Regions from separate parts of the Callithrix jacchus genome. Here region 1 is linked to region 2. A link is a contact called in public Hi-C data. All regions are on one chromosome and are shown on one strand. Each heading gives the region's core, a stretch centred on a gene start, on an enhancer-like site or on the middle of the called end of the contact. The rest is flanking DNA. Distances are from core to core; before and after follow the strand shown.

What was found. A called contact is a pair of places that touch in the nucleus more often than the background predicts.
Region 1: a contact with region 2 is called in a Hi-C map of induced pluripotent stem cells, with 2.9 times the contacts expected there. The contact joins two enhancer-like sites. A contact is called at or near these places in 2 of 3 Hi-C or Micro-C datasets (induced pluripotent stem cells and skeletal muscle).

Annotation. Positions count from the first base shown.
Region 1 is chr8:86,336,589-86,341,066 of calJac240_pri, reverse strand. FRMD6 (FERM domain containing 6) reads right to left here. Exons shown (of 13, transcript XM_035260514.3): 13 at 3,601-4,478. Among named protein-coding and RNA genes, the nearest start is that of FRMD6, 45 kb to the right of the region's middle. Within about 2 kb of position 2,151, at least 2 of the 16 cell types and tissues checked have an H3K27ac peak or open chromatin away from gene starts, as enhancers often do.
Region 2 is chr8:85,955,196-85,959,445 of calJac240_pri, reverse strand. No RefSeq gene overlaps it. Among named protein-coding and RNA genes, the nearest start is that of TMX1, 130 kb to the right of the region's middle. Within about 2 kb of position 2,080, at least 2 of the 16 cell types and tissues checked have an H3K27ac peak or open chromatin away from gene starts, as enhancers often do.

The DNA of each region.
Region 1 (4,478 bases), core at 902-3,401, 380 kb before region 2:
GGGGCATTGATCATGTTCGCCTTCTTTGGTTTCCTTCTCTGGGGACTACTGAACTGCTGTACCTATTGTCAAATGTCTAAAAAAATTTTTTTCATTTATATTTTTTCTCTTTTTAGTTATTTCATATGGGAGGGTAAAAGTCTCCATCCTTCCATTATGACTGAAGTGTTTCATTTGGGATTTTCATTGGAATTGATGGGAAAACTTGACACTTATCATTCTTCCTTTTAGGGATAGGGTTTTCTGATTTGTTTCAGTCTTCTTTGAAATCCTCCATGGACTTTATGGTCTTAAACATTCCTATTGATGTTGTATTTTAAGGCCCTAATACAGGCTCCTTAGCTTCTCTCTCAAAGCATGTTATTCTTACTCTAGCAATTCAGGAATAGAGTCTAAAGAAGACCCTGGGGCTTCTGCTCCTTAGAGTGACTCCTAGACCTATCCTCTTCCTCCTACCTCTTCAGGTCAGGGGGAAAGGGCCTGTTCTAGCTTACTTTTTCATAATGGCAGAGCAGCTTGAGCAGCTCTGGACTAGAGGGTGTGGATGAGAAAGCAGTGGATGCATCCCTCATAACCCCAAGGGAAAGCTGGCTTAAGTTGCATGGCTGCCTGAAGCTTTCTTCTACTGTTATCCACAGTAGGGCATGAATGTACTATGAGAAATAAAACCTGAAGACTGAACTGTTGATCTACAGGGGGTGCTAGCATCTCTATCTGGTTGTGGTGTCACTCCACCTACCTTGTTTATGTTGTCGGCCTGCCTCTTTGACAGATGGTTACTAATACACAGAAAAAAATAATCTCTAATAATGTCTCTGGGCTAAATAGGCATTTATGGGCTAATTAGGGAGGCTGGGGATATGTGTTCTAAATGTCAAACAACCAATTTAGAAGCAAAGTTGGAAATGAGTCTTCCTTCCTAAATTGGGAACTATATGTTCTTATGAAATCCATCTCACAGTAATGACAGTAATAAATTGAGGAGCCCTCAGCTGACTAGAGTTGACAGTAGATGGGTAAACACCCATCCTAAGTAATGAGTTGGTTAATTATAGCTGTGCCATGTTCATAGACCTTCAATTAATCTCTTGAGAAAATATAACTTTATCACCTACAATGGCTCATAGCATCTAAGCAGGACTTTTCAGAGGTCAGGCTTCTCCAATAACTCAAAATACAAGTCTTAGAAATCAAAGAGCTGGGTGGAATTTAGCTTACTTATTTTCATTATACCTCTGTGTGGGGATCAACTTGTATAAAGCACTAGAGAAATGACAAGGCAAATACAAGAATGATAGGGAGGAGATTTTGAAATATTTTACTGCACTCACATTATCCCACCCTCATACTTAGCCAAAGTCATATGTAACACCCTGATCTCTAGAATGTGGGGGTATTCAGACTTTGTGAAAGGGTGAGTTGACTGGCTCACTCAAACATTACTCCACTCTCTGACAGCCTTATTGGCAAAAGAAAACAATGTCATTCTGACAAAATGCCATATACCTGGACACTCTGGAGACCTAAGCCATCCTAACTGTAGATCATGCTAATTCAGGGTAGATAGCCTGGCTGATCTCTATGGCTCAAACTCATGTTATAGAGCCATGCTAACATGAGGTATAGAGCTATAGAGCCAGGGTTGCAACCCTGATACACATTAGCATCACTTACAGAACCACCCGAAGACCAAATATATCAGAAAATTGGGGCTGGGACCCAGGCATTCTAGGTCATTCTAATGTGCAGCCAGGGTTGAGAACCACTGCTGTAGATTAACTGTGGCCATTGTGCCAATTTTTAACGTTCAACACATTTATCAAGAGTGGACTTTAATTCATATTATAAAGCAGTACTTCACTCTAGTCTTCCCAAGGACTTTGCCAAGTAAGGGAAGATTGCCTATTTCTCTGGTAGCATTAGGAAATGACCTTTTGTTTTTAACACATTCCTTTGGTTCTGCTTCTGAATCTTTTCCTTTTCTCTCTGCTACCAATCCCTCAGTTCAGACCCTCATCATCTTCCAACTGCCTCCCAACCTTCTGTCAGCATTGCTCCCATTATTTCTCTCAAGCCCCAAACACATGTCTCTTCCTTTTATAGCTCCCTTCAGTGGCTCCCTGCTGTCCAGAAAAAAACTCAGTGTCCTCATTTGGGTGTCCAAGGCTTTCATGGCTAGATTGCAGCATGATTACTCAAGCCAAAAAACCCCTTGGGGTTCTTGCAGGTACTTGACTGGCCACTGTTATCTTCACCTTCTAAGCTTTTGCTTGGATAGTTTGTGCCTTACTCCATCCTGCCAGAAGTCCCCACGCAGGTGGCAAGTTGCAAGTCGTCTTTCCAGTAAAACCTCTGATCTTCCTGCTTCCCCTTTCTCACCTTTCAGGTCTTTACTGCCTCTCAGTATAGAGAGCATATATATGCTTTGTAAATGTCTGGCACACAGTAGATGCTAAAAAAAAAAAAATTACCAAGTTAGCAAATAAATTTCATTTATTACATTATCAAAATTTGAGTCTGTCTTCCCTGTTATGTTCTGATCTTTAAGGGCTGTAGGTAACAAGGTGTATATAGTTTAAAAAAAAGAAAGAAAGAAAGGCTTTTGGAGAAAAGTTTGGGTTTAAAACTCTGCTCTACCAGTCACTAGCTATAGAATCTTGGGCAAGTTTAACTGTTTCCTCAGCTGTGAAATGAGGGTGACAACTCCTTGAAGGGTTTTGAGGATTAGAATATTAGACATATAGTAGGTACCAAGTATTTTCTTTCCTGGACTCAAATCAGCATTTACCAGATACTCTGCAAAATTCACGAGTAACACTCAGCTGGAAAACATTTGTTTTAGACTGTATAAATCCAAATGGTCTATTTCACAAAAGTTAAATGTTAGATCTGACAGCCCTCCTTTTTCCCACCTAGTCATCAGGGGCATACCAAACCATTAACTTATTTAATTCTCCAAACAGTCCCTTGAATTATTATCTCCATTTTATGGCCAAGAAAAGTGGAGCAAAGAGAAGGCAATGGATTTCCCTTCGGAAAAAGATCTGGAGCTTTTCAGAATCCTGTTGACTGACTCTCAGCTCTGGGCTCTCTTCTTAATGCCATGCTGCCCTCATGTTCAGTCTTGTGAATACATGCTTTTAAATGCAACCATTTGTTTATTTTATAATTAAATTAACAGTCCAATGATGATGGTTTCCAGGGTGTAAGTTAAAGTAGTTAATGAAAATATTTCTTTTTAAAGAAGAGTTTTTTTCAGTTGCATAATTTGGATTGAATAGTTACTGACTACCACAACCTCCTGGAAGCTTGATTCATTCACCTGTAACTAAGAATAGTAACAGTACCTGCCTTATGGGATATGAGGATTAAATGACTTAACACATGCAATCTGAATACACGTGCAACTGGGTCTGGCACATGGTAGTACTCAGCATCAGCTATTACCATCATCGCCACCAAGACTGTTTTGCCTGGAATTCTCTCACATGGAACCTTGTTGTCCTTTACTGTGCTCATTACAGCAAAGAACATGAAGAACACACTGTTGCTCCTTAATGCGTCTCAATTAATTGAGAGCTCTAACAATCAAAAAGGCAATTTAAAGGCAAAAAAGTAACTTTATTGAGTACTAGTCTTACCATGAAACATCTATAAGAAATAATTACAAAATAATGCAGCTTTTTTTTTTTTTTACATACTTTTGGTATCATCTTGATATGATGATCCTTTCACAGAAAGGATTATTTACAGTTTATGTAGATATAAAGCTCACTGTTACAAATACAAATGTAGGTTTGCAGAGGCAATATATACCAAATGGGTATACTGACTAGCAATAATATGTCAGAAATGCAGAATAAATAACAGCTTTATATTTTTCTTTTCCTTTTTATTTTTAAAAACAATTTCCAAATACAAAATATGGATTATTCAAAGTGGATTTTTCATATACATATATATAATTCTGCTGCAAACAGTGGATCAAAAAGCAAAAGTGTTCTTAGCATGTTTCATTTTTGAAAACCAACAGGACTATTTATAAATCCAATTAGAAAGAGCATGTGCAAAACCACCAACAATGCCAGCAAAACCTTACAGATCTGATTTTGGTTGAAGTAGAGAGAAAATAAAGCATAAAGCAGTACCTGTTTATAGTAATTAAATATGTTTTTCCTTTTATCTTTCCTTCTTAAATATGTCTTTTTTTTTTTTTTTTTTTTTTAAGGTTTGCAAGAAACTCTAAGGGCTAAGGAAATGCACTGCATTATGATCTGGGCTCCTTAGAGTACAACCTCATCAGGCTTAAACATCATCCATAAGAAATGGTGGATTACTTAATGACTTTTAAGTAAAACAGTCATTAAATGATCCTTTCATACTTTGATCCTTTTATGCAGACTGAGATACTTCCATACATTTCAGTATCTGCAACTTTGGTTCTATTAAAGCATTTGATAAAAGCAAAATAGTTTTGT
Region 2 (4,250 bases), core at 831-3,330:
TTTTTTTTTTTTTTAAAGCCCAAGACCTACTCCCCCACTGCCCTGAAGTTCTTTCTCCCGTACTTACAAAACATTTTCCTGACAGTGAGGGTGCAGCCTGTATCTGAGATCGTACACCTAAAATACTTGCCTTGTGTTTACTAAATGCTGTTATTACATGACAACGGTCTGGTGCCTTTTCAAAGCACTTCCCATACATATTTTTACCTGATTCTCAACTCTGCATATTGAAGGTCAAGTTTAGGATATTTCTCTCCAGCTTTTGGCCTCCCTCTTCTTTCAGGATGCTAGCATCCTCCTACTCATCATCATTGGAGTCGTCTTAACTCCTCTTTCTTCTTTAGTCTCTATATTTGATCTGCTACCTAGTTTCAGGGATTCCACTTCCACCAAGCTTTTGAGTTTTTTCCCTCCTTTCTATTTCCCCTGACACTAAAGCAGTACTCCATGAATTCCACCCCTCTTAACGCAAAAACTTTCAATGGTTTCCTACTGGCTGCCAAATCAAATGCAATCTCCTGAGTCAAACACTAAGATTTATGTACATGTCTTTACCTTACCACTCAGCATTAACTTAATCCACTCTGTGAGTCCTACACTCGTTCATATTAGACAGAATAATCTATACCTAATCTTTAAGCAAAGGGGAGCACTGTAGAGTTTCAGACGGATTAAACCTCACACATTTTATTTTATATATGTCAGACTTCTCTTACGAGAACCTCAGAGTAATCTGACCTGGAAAGCCCGTATAATATCTTGCAGATTATCAGCTAAGATTACTTCATTTTTTTAAAAGTAACTACTTGTTATAGCTTGGATGTGGTCCTTGCCCAAATCTCACATTGAAATGTAATCCTCAGTGTTGGAGGTGAGGCCTGAAGGGAGGTGACTGGATCATGGGGTCGTATTTCTCATGAATGGTTTAGTGCCATTCCCCTGGTACTGTCCTTGAGATAATGAGTGAGCTCTTGGCAGAGCTGATCCTTTACAAGTGTGTGGCACTTCCCCATTCATTCTCTTGCTCCTGCTTTTGCCCTGTGTTGTACCTTCTCCCACTTTGCCCTCCACCGTGATTGTAAGCTTCTTGGGGCCTCCCTGGAAGCAGATGTCACTATGCTTCCTGTACAGCCTGCAGAACCAAGAGCCGATTAAACCTTTTTTCTTTATAAATTACCCAGTCTCAAGTTATTTCTTTATAACAATGAGAATATGGCTTAAGATACTATTCTTCATAAATTTACAAAATCATCTCCACATTTCAACATAGTGAGCAGCTCCTTACATTCCATGTAGCAGTGGAAAAGGAAAAGAGTGAGAGGATACTGTGGGGCTACTGAAATTGTGAAAATCCCCTTTAAAAGTTCTCCTTTGACTCAATAAAAGAATATGGTTCCCAAATAAGAAATCAGAGTGAGAAGGAACATGGTTACTACATCTAGGACCATAAGCAAGGCTACCTTGAATTATCAAAACCACATAGTGAGGCAGGTAGCACATTTTTCCATGGCTTTTATTTAAGAACTTGCTTACAGGAATCATCTTTAAGCCCTAATTGGTAATTTTATTTAAACTCTATTTCAAAGAAGTAAAAATTACCTTATTCTCTGATGGTAAACCTGATCGTTTGCCCATACAACCAAGGCACTGAAGTGCCCCCTGGTGGCCTCCTATCATAATTGCAGGTTCATACCAAACCCCTCGAGAGTGCTCTAATTTCAATCTGTACTCAGTTCTTTGCCTATGTAGTGCTGTTTCAAGGTTTCACTAGTTCTAATTTTGTGCCCACCTTTAAAAAAATCTTCACTACCTAGGGGATGTCTGATATTCTTCTGATAGTGCTTCATTTCTTTATCACAAAAGCACTGGAAGAGTTATAGTTCTTTGTAATTTGCACTGTGGTATAAACAGGTTACTCTTTGGTATACATTCACCACACTCTTTGCTGGGACGAGTTTTGACAGTAGAGAAGCAGTCCAGGGCCTTCTGAGGGAAGAAGGTATTTCTGGCAAAGGTGAAAGAATGATACAAAATGGAGAAACTAGATAAACCAAAGACCAATTATGTTTTAAATGTTTTATCTTTATAAAACCGTGGTCGGCTTTCAGAAGAAAGAAAGTGGCTTATGAGGGAAGTAAAAGCATTTTGGTAAAAAGCAAAAGGAGAAATCATCCCTCCTAAGTGCCTCTACACTTTATTGCCAGCACTAGCAAACTATTCTGCAATCCATCCTGAGAAATTTGCTTAACCTAGTTCTCAGCACATGTCACTAAGATTTTTTGTTTATTTGCCTCTGGCTCAGAAGAGCTACATGACCTGGTTACAGTTTAACACATGCCAATGGCTAAGAGATTTCTCTAATTTCTTTAGGGGAAAATCCCATGGTAAAAATTAGATCCTAAGAATCCAATCTAATGTTAATACTAAGAGGAAGGTCTTTATTATACTCAGCAGCTGGTTTGGGAGAATATCGGTGAGTGACGCTTCTTTTCTAAGAAGAGGATGAATTGGGACAGGAATGCCAAGCCACAGAATGTTATCCTCCCACATTCCTGATTCCAATGCCGATTCAGCTGCGCAGACACCAAAATCCCCAAAGATGTCCGCTCTTCATAATGGTTGATTCCAAGAGGGAAAAAGAAAATGTAGCCAATGACTATGTTCCTATCTTTTCCCAGATCAAAATCAGAAGATCAGCCCTTCGCAACACCATAGCATGCTGAGAAACTCAGCACAGTATTCATTTCCGTGCCCTAACATAGCATCATGGAAGGATTTGCCACTGTCATGTAAATCCCAGACATTTCCCTCTTTGGAAGAAACTTTGCAAACTTTCTAAATCTTACCTCTTCATTGAACTTCCATGGTGATTTTTAAGAGGCTGTTTGCAAGCAAGAAATACTGAATTACATCTCATTATCTTCTGAACTGTCTCTTTTACTTTAAATGGGCAATCATTTTGTTTTCCAGAGGTGGAAACCTATCTTTCATAGACTAGCACTACTGTTACTACTTGGAACTACACTGTCCACTATGACAGTCATTAGCCACATGTGGCTATTGAACCCTTGAAATGTGGCTAAACTGAACTGAGATTTTCTACACATGTAAAATACACCATGGATTTCAAAGTCTTACTGAGAAAAATCTCATTATTAGTTTTTTATATTAATTACATTTCAAATACTATTCTGGATATATCGTGTTAAGACAGATATATTATCGAAATTAATTTCATTTGTTTCTACCTTCTTACGTCGGCTCCTGGATAATTTTCAATCACACATGTGCCTTGCATCTTACTTCTACCAGTGAATCTCAGTCCTTGCTGCATATGAGAATCAAATAGAGAGCTTTTGAAAAAGAGAATGGACGTGGAAGATACCTGGTGCCAGGACCTTTCTTCAGTCAGAATACCTGGGATTGGGGCTGAGCACTGGTATTTTGCTCTTTTTTGAAAGTTTCCCAGGTGACTCTGATGTGTAGCCAATGTCGAGCCACTGCTTTAAGCTCTGAATTCTATGATTCTAAGATTCTACTGACAACTCATGCAGGTTAAAAGTTCAGAGTTGTTTTGTCCTTGTTCTGTGTAATCAACTCTTGTCTGTTCTCATCTATTTCTCCCTAAAGAAACACTGAGATGTTTTTGGAGTCACACAAGTTGGAACTTTGTTTGTTTTAATTTTTAATGAAGTTCACATGAATCCAATGCACTGCCAGGGCTGGGGGAAAAATGTATTGAACTTGAAATGTTAAGGTTAGTGAGTAACATGCAATCTTTCCTCAGGCTGCTTCTTTCATTGACCTTTTTCTTTTTGGAAGCACCTGCTTTGTTCCTTCTAATAACAAGAAGTTCATCAGAGTGCTTCTCGGGCTTAACATGCCTAAGGATCTCCTGGGGATCTGGTTAAAACACAGATTCAGATTCAGTAGGTCTGGGTCTTGCCAAGTTCATGCCCTTCTAACAAGCATCCAGGTGATGCCAATGCTGCTGGTCCGTGGACCACTCTGTGAGAAGCAAGGCATCAGGGCTTAGGAAAGAGGTAAGACTCACCTGGTGGGTGTAGCTTGTGCACAGCTGTGCAGTCACGAGCAATAATGTCAACAGCACATTGACTTCATTTTCTGTAATGAACATGGAGCCGCCTTTTAAATGAAGTCTGCTCTAAATTGCCCACTGAAGCACAGTTATAAGGGCACATGTTTTCTCTCTATATACAAGTGAGCCTCCTGAGAATAGGACAGCTGAA